2 separate regions of the Ovis aries genome follow, and region 2 is linked to region 1. A link is a contact called in public Hi-C data. All regions are on one chromosome and are shown on one strand. The core of a region is the stretch at or near the end of the contact, and the rest is flanking DNA. Distances in the headings are between cores, read along the strand shown.

Region 1 (5,933 bases), core at 1,763-4,262:
CAGCATCCAAAACAAGATGGGCAGGAAGTGCCTCTGAACTTCTACTGAGAGGTTGTCCAGAGGGTCTAGGGAATAGGGGTGGAGCAGACACATTATTACCTTGAGCTATTTTTAATGTGCTGTATCTAATGCACTATTTGCCTATCAATTTCACTCACTCGAAACCTGGGAGGTTCAGAAATGCCACATGCAACAGGAATCAGCTCCCCACTTCTCAAGTCAGAACGGGAAAGATGACAGAAGTGTGGTGGTACAAGGACGGCAGCATCAGTCAGACAGAAGGAAACCTATGGTCCTATGGCAACGAGAGAGGCTTCCGGGCGGCTCAGTGGTAAAGCATCAGCCTGCAGTGCATAAGACCCAGGTTCAATCCCTGGATAGGGAAGATCCCCTGGAGGAGGGTATGACAATCCGCTCCAGTATTCTTGCCAGAAGATTCTGCGGACCAAGGAGGCTGGTGGGGTCCTCCGGTACAGAATGGGATCACAGAGTCAAGCACGACTGAGCACTCACCCACGGCAAGGAGAGATCCTGGGGGTATTCTTCGAGTAAGGCTGCTCCACGTGGAGCCACTGCGCATCCACTCCAGGCTTGAAGGTTCAAACAAAAGAAAAATTTCAGGTCCTCAGATGAGACATACATAACTTTTTAAAGCACAGTTAACTACTTTATGATAATGATAGCTGAACAGGCAATACACTAATTGTCTACATAAGAAAGTATCCTGACTGCAAATCCAGTACCAAGTATTATTAGTTTTTGGTTTTGTTTTGCCTTATGCAGCCTCTCTTGCTTCTGAGCTGTGTTCAGTCCATCCTAATTTCTTTATAATAGGCTGAGGTGGACTTTGTGTGGCTGATCAAGGTTCACAAGGAAAAAGGTTCCCTCAAACACCTACTCCTGCCACCTGAGACTGTCTAACTCATTCTGTATACCGAACTTTGCAGATAAAGAAACTGAGTTCCAAAGACGGGAAGTGATGCATTGGAGGCCATCAGTTGAGTCGCTCAGTCATGTCTGACTTCGATCCCATGGACTACAGCAAGCCAGGCTTCCCTGTCCATCACCAACTCCCGGAGCTTACTCAAACTCATGTCCATCAAGTTGGTGATGCCATTATTGGAGGCCATAATCCTTGCTAATACATCTAGGACTAGGACAAGGTCTCAAGGCCTACAGTGTGGGTCTCCAGCTCTACCACGGTTGCAAATGACCTAGTGCGCTTGTGTCTTGAATACAAAATTTATTTGAAGGGGAAAAAAAAAAGCTAACATGAGTCATCTCCACTGTCAAGGGGCACCACACAGATTATTCCAATAAAGCATCTGCAGAACCACTTGTTTCTGAAATAGCCAGCCTCAGCCCGAGAATCAATGGCCGTGTCTTTCGCCCCTTCAGGATGACCACGACTCTGCCAACAGAGGGGCTGCTAGGCTTTGCGGATCCGTAGCCGAACCCTGGGAATACCGACGTGGCTTGTGCTGGAGAGGGGAATGGGGGTGGGTGCGTGGGTGTCAGAGGGGGTCAGAGCTGCGTTCTCTCCTGGCAACGGTTAATGATTGCATGCAGCCCAATCCTACTGCCCACGGGACCCCTACATATCCCATCCACTCAGGGGTCCTTCGTCAACTTCCCAGACAGCAGCGCCGCAGTCGGGGAGGCGAGTCTGGCAGACGGGGAGGGGAGGTACTTGGCCCAGGCGGTAGAGGAAGCGCGGCTCGGCCGCCTCCTCCAGCAGTTCCAGGAACTCCCCACCGGGTCTCCGGGAGCCCAGGGGCGTCCCCAACTCTGAGCCCGACCCCTCCCCCGCGTCCGCCGGCAGCGGGGAGGGGGCAAGCCCACCGCCGCTCCACTCCGCCCCCCGCCCCCCGGCGCACCCCGCGGGCCTGCCTTCCCCTGCTCACCACGGGCCGCGCCGGGCACCTGCGGGCTCCAGCCGGGACCCCGAGCGCGCCCCTTCCTCTCCGCGCGCCGAGCACCCGCGCCCGCCGCCCCCCGTGCCCCCGTCCCCCGGGGCCGCCGCGCGCCCGCACTTCCCGCCCGGCCCGCGGGGCTCGCGGTCCGCCCCAACTTTCCCGGCCGCGGCCCCGGCCCGCAGCGCGGAGACCCCGGCCCCGCGCAGAGACGCGCGGCCCCGCGGCCCCCGCCCGCGGCCGGCACGAGTTGCGCTCGGGACGCGCTCGGGGCCCGGGCCTCGGCGGCCGCTTGGCTCTGCGCGGGGCGGGCGCGGCGGGAACCGCGGGGCCGCCGCCCCCAGCCCGGCCCGGCCGGGCCCGCGCCGCCGCTCACCTCCGCCCGCGCCGCCGCTGCCGGGAAGACGTGGCGGTGGCCGCCGCTCGCGCTCCCCGCCTCGCCTCCCGGCGCCCGGGCGCGCGGCCCCGGCCGGCAGTGCCAGGCGCCCTCTGCCGCCGGGAAGCCGAATCCTCCCTCCCTAACCCTAACGCGCCCGCCCCGCCCGGCCGCCCGCCCGCGTGCCGCGGCCCCTCGCCCGGCTCTCTACCGCCGCTGCTCCGAGACGCCCCGCCGGAGGCCCCGGGCCCGACTCGGGGAGCCCGCCTCCGGGCGCCCGCCCCGGACAGCCGCCGCTCGCCGCCCGCCCGCGCCCCGCCGCCGGTGCGGGTCGCGCCCCAGCCGGCTCCATACCGTTTCTGCTTCCCTTAACCCTAACCCTTGCCCCGGAGAAAGTCAAGTCAGGCTGGGGAGCAGCCGGCTCGCCGTCCCCTCTCCTAGTTTAGCGCCCCGCCCGGAATACCCAAGTGCGCCACAAACACTTCTTACGGGATCCAAGGAGCGAATGAATGAAGACAGACTTTGGCAGCTCTCCACCACGCAGGCTTCTAAACTTCCAGAGAACAGATACCCGGACCTAGATTTGTTTTTTCGTTTGTGAATTACACACTCAGACACGTGCTCAACGTTGCATAAATAAATAAGATTCACAGTTCCCGACCTCAGACCAGCACGGAGCGGCACAGGGCCCACCGCCCAGTTACTCCTGGCTTTCAGTCGAACAGACTTAGGATTTAGATCTTCCACTTAACAGCTGGGAGCTCTTGGGAAAGCTAATCTCTCTGAGCGGGTTACCTCGTCTACACACTGAGAATAGTAAAACCTACTTCTCTGGGCTGTTGTGAGCGTTGAGACCTTGCATTGTATGTGAAGTGCCTTGCTCGGCCCCTCCACCCACCTATGCTCCAGAGCTAAGTGGTAGAAGCCGTTATTATGATCATTAACAGGTAGCTACTGTTACTATTATTACTGATCCAGTAGGTAATAAAAACTATATGCAAAATGTAAACTAACGGCCATCTTTTCATCTGAGGACACCCCTTGTGAGTGTGGAATTGTCACCTACCCAACAGGGCCTCTCCAGTCTCTCCTCTTCCCCATCCCCAAGAATTAACTAATTGGTACTGGGTTTTTTTAAGACCTGTAGAACCAGCTCTCCTACTGGTTTTCCACCTGGGTTTTGGTGGCCAGTCTCTTAATTAACAGTGTTTATTTTCTTGTAAAGGCAGTGAATGCTTAAGGGTTTCTGCAAGCTACAGCCTCTACTGTTTCCTCATTGCCCCTCTCTCAACACCTGGAGGTGTCTTTTCACTTCTGACAGTCTCCTTCCTGCTCTGCATGGAAAACAGCAGTGAGTGCAATGAAGTTGCGTTAGACAGGACTGGGCTGGAATCCCAGCCTGTCCACCTTGGGTTTTCTGTGCCTCCGTCCCCTGAGTTGTAAACTGTGGAGAATGATCCATCTGTGGCGTTGAGAGATTGGTGATCCAATCTGTGAGTGAAGTGTTTGGAATATAAAGGGGTTTACTAAAAGGCAACTGTGGATTTGTTTATTTAATCAGCATTCAGGGAGCATCCTAGGTGGAGCTAGTGGTAAAGAATATACCTGCTAGTGCAGGAGACACAGGTTCAATCCCTGGGTCAGGACAATCCCCTGGAGGAGGAAATGGCAACCCACTCCAGTATTCTTACCTGGGGAATCCCATGGACAGAGGAGCCTAGTGGGCTACAGTCCATGGGGTGGCAGAGAGTTGGACACAACTCAGCATCTGAGCCTAGCATAGCACAGCTCGAGGAGCGTCCACTGAATGTCATACATTCTGGGAGAATGAGAGAAAGAAACTTGGGTGAGGTAGGATTCCTGTCCTCAAAAGAGACTGAGGTCTGGTCGACGAGAAGGGCACCCACATCCTTGGGCAGAGGGGTTGGGAGGACATAGACGCTGCTAATATGAAATTAGAAAGCCTTAGTTCCAAACTGAGACAGTGGTACTGCAGTAAAGATTGCTTTAATTCATTATAATTGCAAATGGTATTTTCTTCTAAATATGTACATAACTTTCCAAGGCCACTGCAAAAATTAATGAATAATTTTATGAGGCAAGCAGAACCACTTGATGTAGGATTTAGTCCCTTAATAAGGTGACTCCAAATGCTTCCTTATACTAGTAATAACATGAACATTTTGTCTTTGTGAAAGCACCATATAGGTTAAACTTGCATGTCTTGCAATGCATATCTAAGAGGGACAGTTCACACAGTCACCCTAATGGCCTCTGATGACTCTCACCTCCTTATGCATGTCCTTGGTGTCAAGCCTCCTCTGTTAAGCCTGGGCTTGGCCGCTGGGACATCCACAGACACGGCAAACGAGGGCTGTTTGATCAGCACTTGTGCCTCGCTCCTTGCCTTCTGGAAATGCTATGAAGAAAGTGAAAAAAACCTGGTCCAACCTCGTCAAAAATGAAAGCCTGAGGCAGAGAGAGGCTTGTCATCCCAGCTGTAGCAGTTCCCCAGCCAACCCACCAGCTGAATGCCGCCGTAAGACAGAGGCCAGGCAAGTCTAGCCAAAATGACCCAGCCGTCCGAAGAGTTGTGAGAAATAAAATGGTGGATGCTTTAAGCCACTGAGTGTTAGCAGCAATAGATGAACTGATAGACGATGCGGGAGGAGAAGGGGGTGACAGAGGACAAGATGGTCGGATGGCATCACCGACTCAATGGACATGAGTTTGAGCAAGCTCCGGGAGTTGGTGAAATCAGGGAAGCCTGGCCTGCTGCAGTCCATGGAGTCGCAGAGTTGGACGTGATTTAGTTACGGAGCAGCAGCAGACATATCACACGCAGCCATTTCCACAGTTCCAAGATCTTGGCTAAATTCAGCCAAGAGTCAATACTCTCACTCGTGTTTTCTGTCACAGAACACTCAGCTGAAGTCAGTATGTCTCAGCTTAACAGAGCATCACACTTCAAGTACTGCCTTCTCTCAAAGTTTACATTGAATGACTACTGAGCCTGGTTAAAATCCTTCTGCAGCCAACAAGACAATGAGCTGGCAAAACCAGCTTAGAAACCGCTTTAAACATGGATCCTTGGAATACAGCAGGGGTTACAGAGGTTGGGTGTTCGTATCTCCCGTTTGATTATAAACTTCTTGATGATGAGCACTTCATTCTATTTGACAGGGTTTCTCGGTAGATCATGAAACATCCAAGAAGAAAGGGAAATTAAAGGTCAGCTAATCTCCTACCTCATTTTGCAGAGGAAGGCACTGGGGCTCAGAGAGATTAGAGATGAGAAGAGCCTAACAAATGCTCAGGGTCCTGGAGCTAGCTTAGGGCAGAACTGAGAAGACCAAAGGTCTTCACACTGTTCATTGGACTGGATTGTTTGTTGGGTTGTTTTTCCCCTGTGACACTGGTTGCTCCCAAAAATATCCTCCCTGTGCTCAAAATAGCTTTGCAACTTTCCTTTGTATTTAGGATAAAATCCAAAGCCTCCATCTGGCCCCACGAAGCCTGGTGCAGCCAGCCCATCGCTTCGGCTTCTGCTGTCACGCGGCACGCCCTGCCCTCCCTGATTGTCTTCCGTCCTGTGTCACTCCGCTCAGAGTCCAAGCCCTCAATGAAAGCCAGCTTGACCTGGC
Region 2 (6,813 bases), core at 2,471-4,970, 43 kb before region 1:
TGCCCATGAAAAATAAAAACTAGATATGAAAGCTTTGCTTCATTTCCCCAATAGCCAAAATGCAAAAAGCAACTAGAGATTAAAAATCTCTGATGAATGCTCAAAGAATAAAATCGATTTACAGTACAGGCCCTATATGGGTCGAATGGTGGACGTACATAGTGAATCCACATATGAGGTGACCACTGCTCATTCAATAAACATTTATGAAGGCATCTTCTATGTCTGAGGCACAGTTCAGATACATCTTAAGGAAGTCACTGGGGGAAACACGCAAACAGGTAACTATAATCCAGTACAGAAGTGCTACAGTGGGGTGCGGGCCACAGAAAGCAGCCCCACATCCCACACGGCTGTGGGAGGACAGAGAGGAGAGGCACGGAGTGCCCCCAGGGATACAGGTCAGTAAGGAGAATGCGGTACAGGGGGGTTCAAAGGCAGGAGAAACCACATCAGCCAGAGGGGAAAGCCCTCATTTCCAAGATGGCAGCCATTGGTGAAGGTAAACTAGGGTGTGGCCAGGCAGAGGAAGGTAAAATATTACATACAGGGATGTCTGAGAAACAATAGGGGCCCTCCAAACATGGGTTTCCCTCTTAAGGGGACTTTAGCAGACACGAATTTGCTTCTATTTACCTTTTCTTCAACTTCCAAGAACTGCTGCTTCAGTAGTTTCAGCAAACTGACTTCCAGGAAAGGTGATCTGGATTATTCCTGCTGAGAAATCAGAAGAGGTATCATAGGTTTGGCTGGTTTGCTTTCTGCAGACCTCCTGTGACACCTCCAAGTCCCTGCTGAGAGGGCAATTGCGTGGCTCCCCCGGCTGCTCCTCACCAGCACTCATCCGGCCCCACCCTGCCCTCCCTCACACAAGGCAGGACCGGAGGAGCCTGCCTCTCCAGCCCCCAGCACGCTGGTCAGGCTCTTCCCTGCATTCCTGAGGTTCCTGCGACAGACCGTCTGCTGACTTAAGCTGGAAAGAGAGCATTTCTTTTCCTTGCAACCAAAAGTTACTTATTGAAAACTACAAGATCCAGGGTTAGGACTGGAAAAAAAAAAAAAACACAAGTAGAGGGTGATGAAATAAAGACTTCTGAAACAAAGGAAAAGTAAAAGATGAGAGACACTGACCTGGGCCTCTCAACTACCATCCCATAATATCTGAGAGGAGAGGAAGAGAGAGAGGTGGGAAACCCAGAGAGGAGAACCAGCAAACAAGTCATAAAATCTCAGCGGTATTCAGGACTAAGATGGAGACCCAGATACTGGGGAGAGAGGGCTCCTAATGTGGATATTACCCATAACAAAATAAAAAAGAATTTCAATGAAAATATAAACATGAGAGACTCTGAAAGTGTCTACAGCACATGAGGAATAATTGAGTAACCATACAATGCCTATCAACACTACAATGAGAGATGAAATAACTTACAGATAAGTCTTGATTTACTGTGCTGTCCTTTTTTTGGCCTTAATAAACATTTTATTTACTCATGGTTGGTGGGTCAGCAATTAGTGCTGGGCTCAGTGGGGTGGTTTTTCTTCTGGTCTTGCCTGGTTTACTCATGTGGCTACAGGCATTTGTGGTTCAGCTGAGCCAGATGGTAGACCAGATGACTCAGTTCACATACTAGTGGCTGGTACTAGCTATTTATGCTATCTTTAGAGTCTGTTTTAGTGAACATGAACATTTGTTTTGCTAAGATCTTGAAACATTTATGCCCACTATCCCCTTGACCTAATTTTCCATTGGTTCCTCAGTGGATCAACCATGAAATCACCTACTGTAGGGCTTCAAGACTCTAAACTCTTCTAATCCCTCTATTAGGGAGTAAGATTTTCATGAAGTTTAAAGATAAGGGCTATGAAAGAGAGGGCTGGGAGGCAGGGTTAGAAGGTAGATGGTTTTTCAGGGGGTCTGAATGTCAAGTTAAATTGCATGCATGCTCAGTCACTCAGTCATGTCTGACTCTTTGCAACCCTATGAACTGTAACCCACCAGCCTCCTCTGTCCATGGGATTTCCCAGGCAAGAATACTGGAGTGAGTTGCCAATTCTTACTCCAGGGGGTCTTCGTGACCCAAGGATCAGACTGGCACCTCCTGCACTGGCAGGCACATTCTTTACCACAGTACCACTTGGGAAGCCCCAAGTTAAGTTGGATTTTATTCAAGCAGCTTAAGAGTCAAGATGACTACAGGCTAATCCCATTCTCTGAGAGAATTATTACCACTCTGAACATGTAGAATGTTAAAACTGGGCTATGGAGGGAAAAGACAACCCAAAGCACCAAGACGAAAGCAGTCAGCTGGAAATTAAGTTGATGATAGCCGTGGTCTTTACCCTTGACCGGGTACTTTGACTGCTTTACAAAGAATTTCTAATAAAAACCAACTACAATAGCAAGAGCTAATCTTTACATGGGTCAAACACTGTCTCCTAAGCTTACAAGGTGCTTTACAAACATTAACCCTCCTAATCCTCAGGTTGCTAATGTTATTCCCGCTTAACAGATCAGAAAATGGAGGCACCAATACTTAAGACACTTGCTCAAGATCACCCTGCTAGTAAGAGACCACACGGGGTTTTGAGCCCACCCTGTCTGGCTCAAAAGTCTATGCTCTTAAATCCTCTGACAGTCTGAATAATGGTCCCCAAAGATAACAGATCCTTACTCTGGAACCTCTAAATGCTAGCTTGGGTAGATATGGCACCTCTGCCGGTGAAGAATCTCAAGATGGAGAGACATCCTTGATCATCGGGTGGGCCCTAGATGCCCTCCCAAATGTCTCACAAGAGAGGAAGAGGGAGATTTCTTACATACACACACAGGAAAGGCAGGTGAAAACAGAGGCAGGTGTTGGAGAGACGGGGCCACATGCCAGGAACGCCGGCAAGCACCAGAAACTGAGGGTCGAGGGTGCGCTCCCCCCAAGAGCCTCCAGGGGGCGCACCCTCCTCAGGCCCGGCTCAGACTTCTGGCCCCGAGAACTGAGGGAATCCATTTCCATGGTCTTAAGCCATCCAGTTTGTGGAAATCTGCAGCCAGAGGAAACTAATACAAGTTCCCATGCTGTAGCGCTCTCAATGCAAGATAAAATACGCTAAATGGGAAAAGGGAAAATCAAAATTTATACACAATGATCTTAATTATGCATATAAAATGCATGCAAATACAACAAAACGTTTTGTAGTGATTATCTCTGAATACTAGAAATTATGGGTAATTTTCAGCATTATGCCTTTTGATATTTTTCCAAATTTCTACAATTAATGTGAATTTCTTTTACAAAGAAATGAAAAAAAAAACCCCACTTTTTAAATTAGCAACTCATGATACTTCTGCAACTCTAACTCAATCACAAAAATGAAAACTCAAGAAAACTCCCTGAGGATTCTCCTAATTCGGTCTCAGAGCAACACCTGAAGAAACCAACCACCCGGGTGCATTTCCTCTCCTAAGAGACTCTAGCCGACCCTCGGCCTCTCTAAAGCTTACCAGTTTCCAGACTCTGGCAGGACCTTGACGTGGCTAAAGAAGTTTCAGGCTTGGAAAGAAAAGGACAGTCTGAGTGGGTGCATGTTTTCCTATCTATCCATCCACACGAGGTGGTGGGGAGCGGGGAGCACTGGGAGAAGTCCGCACGTTCCCAGAGCCCATCCAGCCCATCCAGCCCAAACTGGCATGGGCCACACTCCAAGAACCAACAGGACTGGTTACTAAACATGGAATGTTTGCCTTTTCTGTGGGTGACTTCACAGAGTGAAACATCACACTAAGCATGGGCTTAATCTTACTGAAGTCCGGACTCCGAGACCATTCTGTTGCAAAACCATCCTGCTATCATCTGTCTGGGAAGTCAGAGGACAAAGGCCAATTTCACTGTATCAAAATTACATCCTTTGATTAAATACTTTCATATGGACAGAACTGGATCAACACAGAAAGGAGGGCAGGCTTCACGTTTTGTTTTGCATGGCAGAGAAGGTGGAAGAGTCACTGGTTCCCTACAACACAGGCTAGGTCAGACCCAAGGGGCGTGAAAAGCAGGTACAGGGCTTTATTCAGCCCACCCTGTATGGTGGAGCAAGCTCAGGCACAGGGTTGATGGGATCACAGTGTGGAGTTTATCCTTTAGTCTCTGAGCACACTTATTCACTCACTGTTCAGCCAGTCAACATACATGAACCTACTACATGCCAGGCTCTAACAGGAAGCTGGTTCACATTTCTAAAGGCCTAGTCTCCGACACGCCATCCCCTCCGATGACACGGCCAAGTGAGGCCCCATCATTATGGAGCCTCTTCATCAGCCTTCCGGATCCCAAGAATGCCAGCAGCAGCAAAATGCAGACAGGGACACCTGAACAGGCCCGGTGGAGGTTTGAGAAGGAGAAAAACAAAAAGCAAATGCTTTAGCACTATGGACCATCCGCCCTCTGTCTCTGCAGGTTCCACATCCAAGGATTCAACCAACCGCAGATGGAAAATACTATAAAAAAGAAATTTCCAAAATGTCCCAAAAAGCAAAACAAATTTGCCACACACTGGCAACTATTTACATAGTATTTACATTGCATTTATGACTACCTGGGCTTCCCTGATGGCTCAGATGGTAAAGAATCCACCTGCAATGCAGGAGACCTGGGTTGGATCCCTGGGTTGGGAAGATCCCCTGGAGGAGGGCATAGCAACCCACTCCAGTATTCTTGCCTGGAGAATCTCCATGGACAGAGGAGCCTGGCAGGCCACAGTCCATGGGGTCGCAGAGTCGGACATGACTGAGCGACCAAGCACACATATGACTATTTACACAGGATATACAGATGATTTAGAGTATACGGAAAGGTGCTATAAATATTCTATAGATTTAAAGTATATGGGAAGACGTACGCAGGTTTTATGCAAATACTAAGTCATTTTATGCAAGAAACTTGGGCACCTGAGGATTGTGGTATCTGCAGGAGTCCTGAGACCAATCTCCCAGGGGTACCTTCAAACATACCATCAACCTAACACCTGTAATTTGCAGGGTCAGTTGATGATACTTGAACCTCCCACTTGACCATCTACTCCACACAGTAGTGTATGAATATTTTCTCAAAGTATTTTTTCTTTCTGCTAGCCATTGAATGTCTAAATCTACCAGTGTCTAGCCTTAAGAAGTACTAACTAAATACAAGGTATAAATTAATGCATGAATAAACATGTGTAATCAGTTTACTAATCTATAAAAACTGAAAAAGGCAGTTTACACAATTATTTCCTAAAGAAAATTCCAAGGAACCTAATCCTGTGATTCATGCCAAGAAAAGTTTCCTGTGTTATTCAACTGGCGAGAAATAGTACGTTCTGTAGCCTCCCATCCCGCTTAAAAATTCACAGTGCATATCATACAATGAAAAATACGGGAAAGCCTTCAATTAAACACTTGTTGAACTTCCCAAATCAGCTTAACCACAGATGCCCTTTCATGCTTAACACTTGCTGATATAAAAGAACCAACATCCTAAGAAAACCCTGGGAAAATAGTAACCCAATTCTTTGTTTGTTCAAAAAACATTTATTAAGCCCTGGAAACAAAAATAATATAAGGGTGATGAAGACAGGCAACATTAAACAAGTTAATATTTAATAGGAATGATACTTGGGGCTATCACCACCTATGGTAAATGTGAAACCTGGCTCACGGTCTACTGTCTACTGGAAGAGACCCATGAACACGTGATGAGTAGAACCAATATTAACTGAAGTGACAGACACAGGCACATATATGCACATATAGCTACATACACATATATGTGCATAAGAGTGTGCATTTGCACACACACATGGAAAGGGAGAGGCTTTTCCAGGCAGATGAGAAGCAAGAGTGTCCAATGTGTGCAGAGGTTTTATGTACACATTGGTCTTATCCAGTGGTTTCCAAAATATGGTCCAAAACCCTCTCTGGGGGTGCTGCCAGGTCAAAACTATCTTCAGTTGTGCGACATTTGCACTGATGGTGCAAAAACAGTGGTGGGGAAAATAGCTGGAGCCTCAGCCAGTAATAAGGCAGTGGTATCTGACTGTGATAGCCATTCACTGTAATCTCCACCACCACACTCTCACAGTTTAAAAAAAAGAAAAGGTTAATTTCATCTAAGAATATACTAATGGAAGCAGTAAGTTATTAATTCCACTAAATATTAACCTTGAGTACGTATCTTTTTACTATCCCATGACAAAACGAGAGGACACACAGCACTTCTGCTACAAGCCCAAGCGTAGTGGTTCTTGGCAGGAAAAGCACTCGTACAACTGAGCGGCAAGCCGAACTGGCCACTCTTTTCCACTGAAGGCCATTCTAACTTGAAAGAATGGCTGACAGAAAAGCTACAGTGACTCAGATCTGGGTGTCTTTAGAATGAATAAAGGGAGCTTGTTAGTTCAAGGAAAACTGACAGTATTTGCTACTAAAGAAAAATTTGAGCTTTCAAGCAAAAATTAAAATTTGGAAAAACTCTATTGGCCACTATGAGCTTTAGAGTCTTTCAATACTTTAAGGCTCTTCAGAGGAGAGTGGTAGTGACAGTAACTAATGTGATGTTATTCAAATGACTCATGCATGATGTTACAAAATGCATACAAGACCTTTTCAAATGCAAGACAGACCAAAAGATTTTAATGTAACAGAATATGAGAGACTCTTTGATATAAGATTTCAGATTCTATGCTGCAACAAACCTTGAAGAAACTGCCACTTATCAAGCTCTGATGTAGTTTCAAAGACTATCCACAATTAACTGAATAGGTTGTTAAAACATTCCTCCC

The links. Hi-C and Micro-C count contacts between places; a contact is called where the count stands out from the background.
Region 2: a contact with region 1 is called in a Hi-C map of liver, with 2.6 times the contacts expected there. The contact joins the enhancer-like site here to the promoter of SMCO4 in region 1. A contact is called at or near these places in 8 of 16 Hi-C or Micro-C datasets (blood, liver, mesenteric adipose tissue and 3 more).

The regions. Positions count from the first base shown.
Region 1 is chr21:881,915-887,847 of ARS-UI_Ramb_v3.0, reverse strand. SMCO4 (single-pass membrane protein with coiled-coil domains 4) reads right to left here and starts at 3,012. Exons shown (of 4, transcript XR_006057575.2): 1 at 2,779-3,012; 2 at 514-590.
Region 2 is chr21:924,553-931,365 of ARS-UI_Ramb_v3.0, reverse strand. SMCO4 (single-pass membrane protein with coiled-coil domains 4) reads right to left here. Exons shown (of 4, transcript XR_006057575.2): 3 at 637-714. Among named protein-coding and RNA genes, the nearest start is that of TRNAC-GCA, 4.7 kb to the left of the region's middle. Within about 2 kb of position 3,720, at least 3 of the 54 cell types and tissues checked have an H3K27ac peak or open chromatin away from gene starts, as enhancers often do. A contact at or near this core is called in liver, where this site is marked.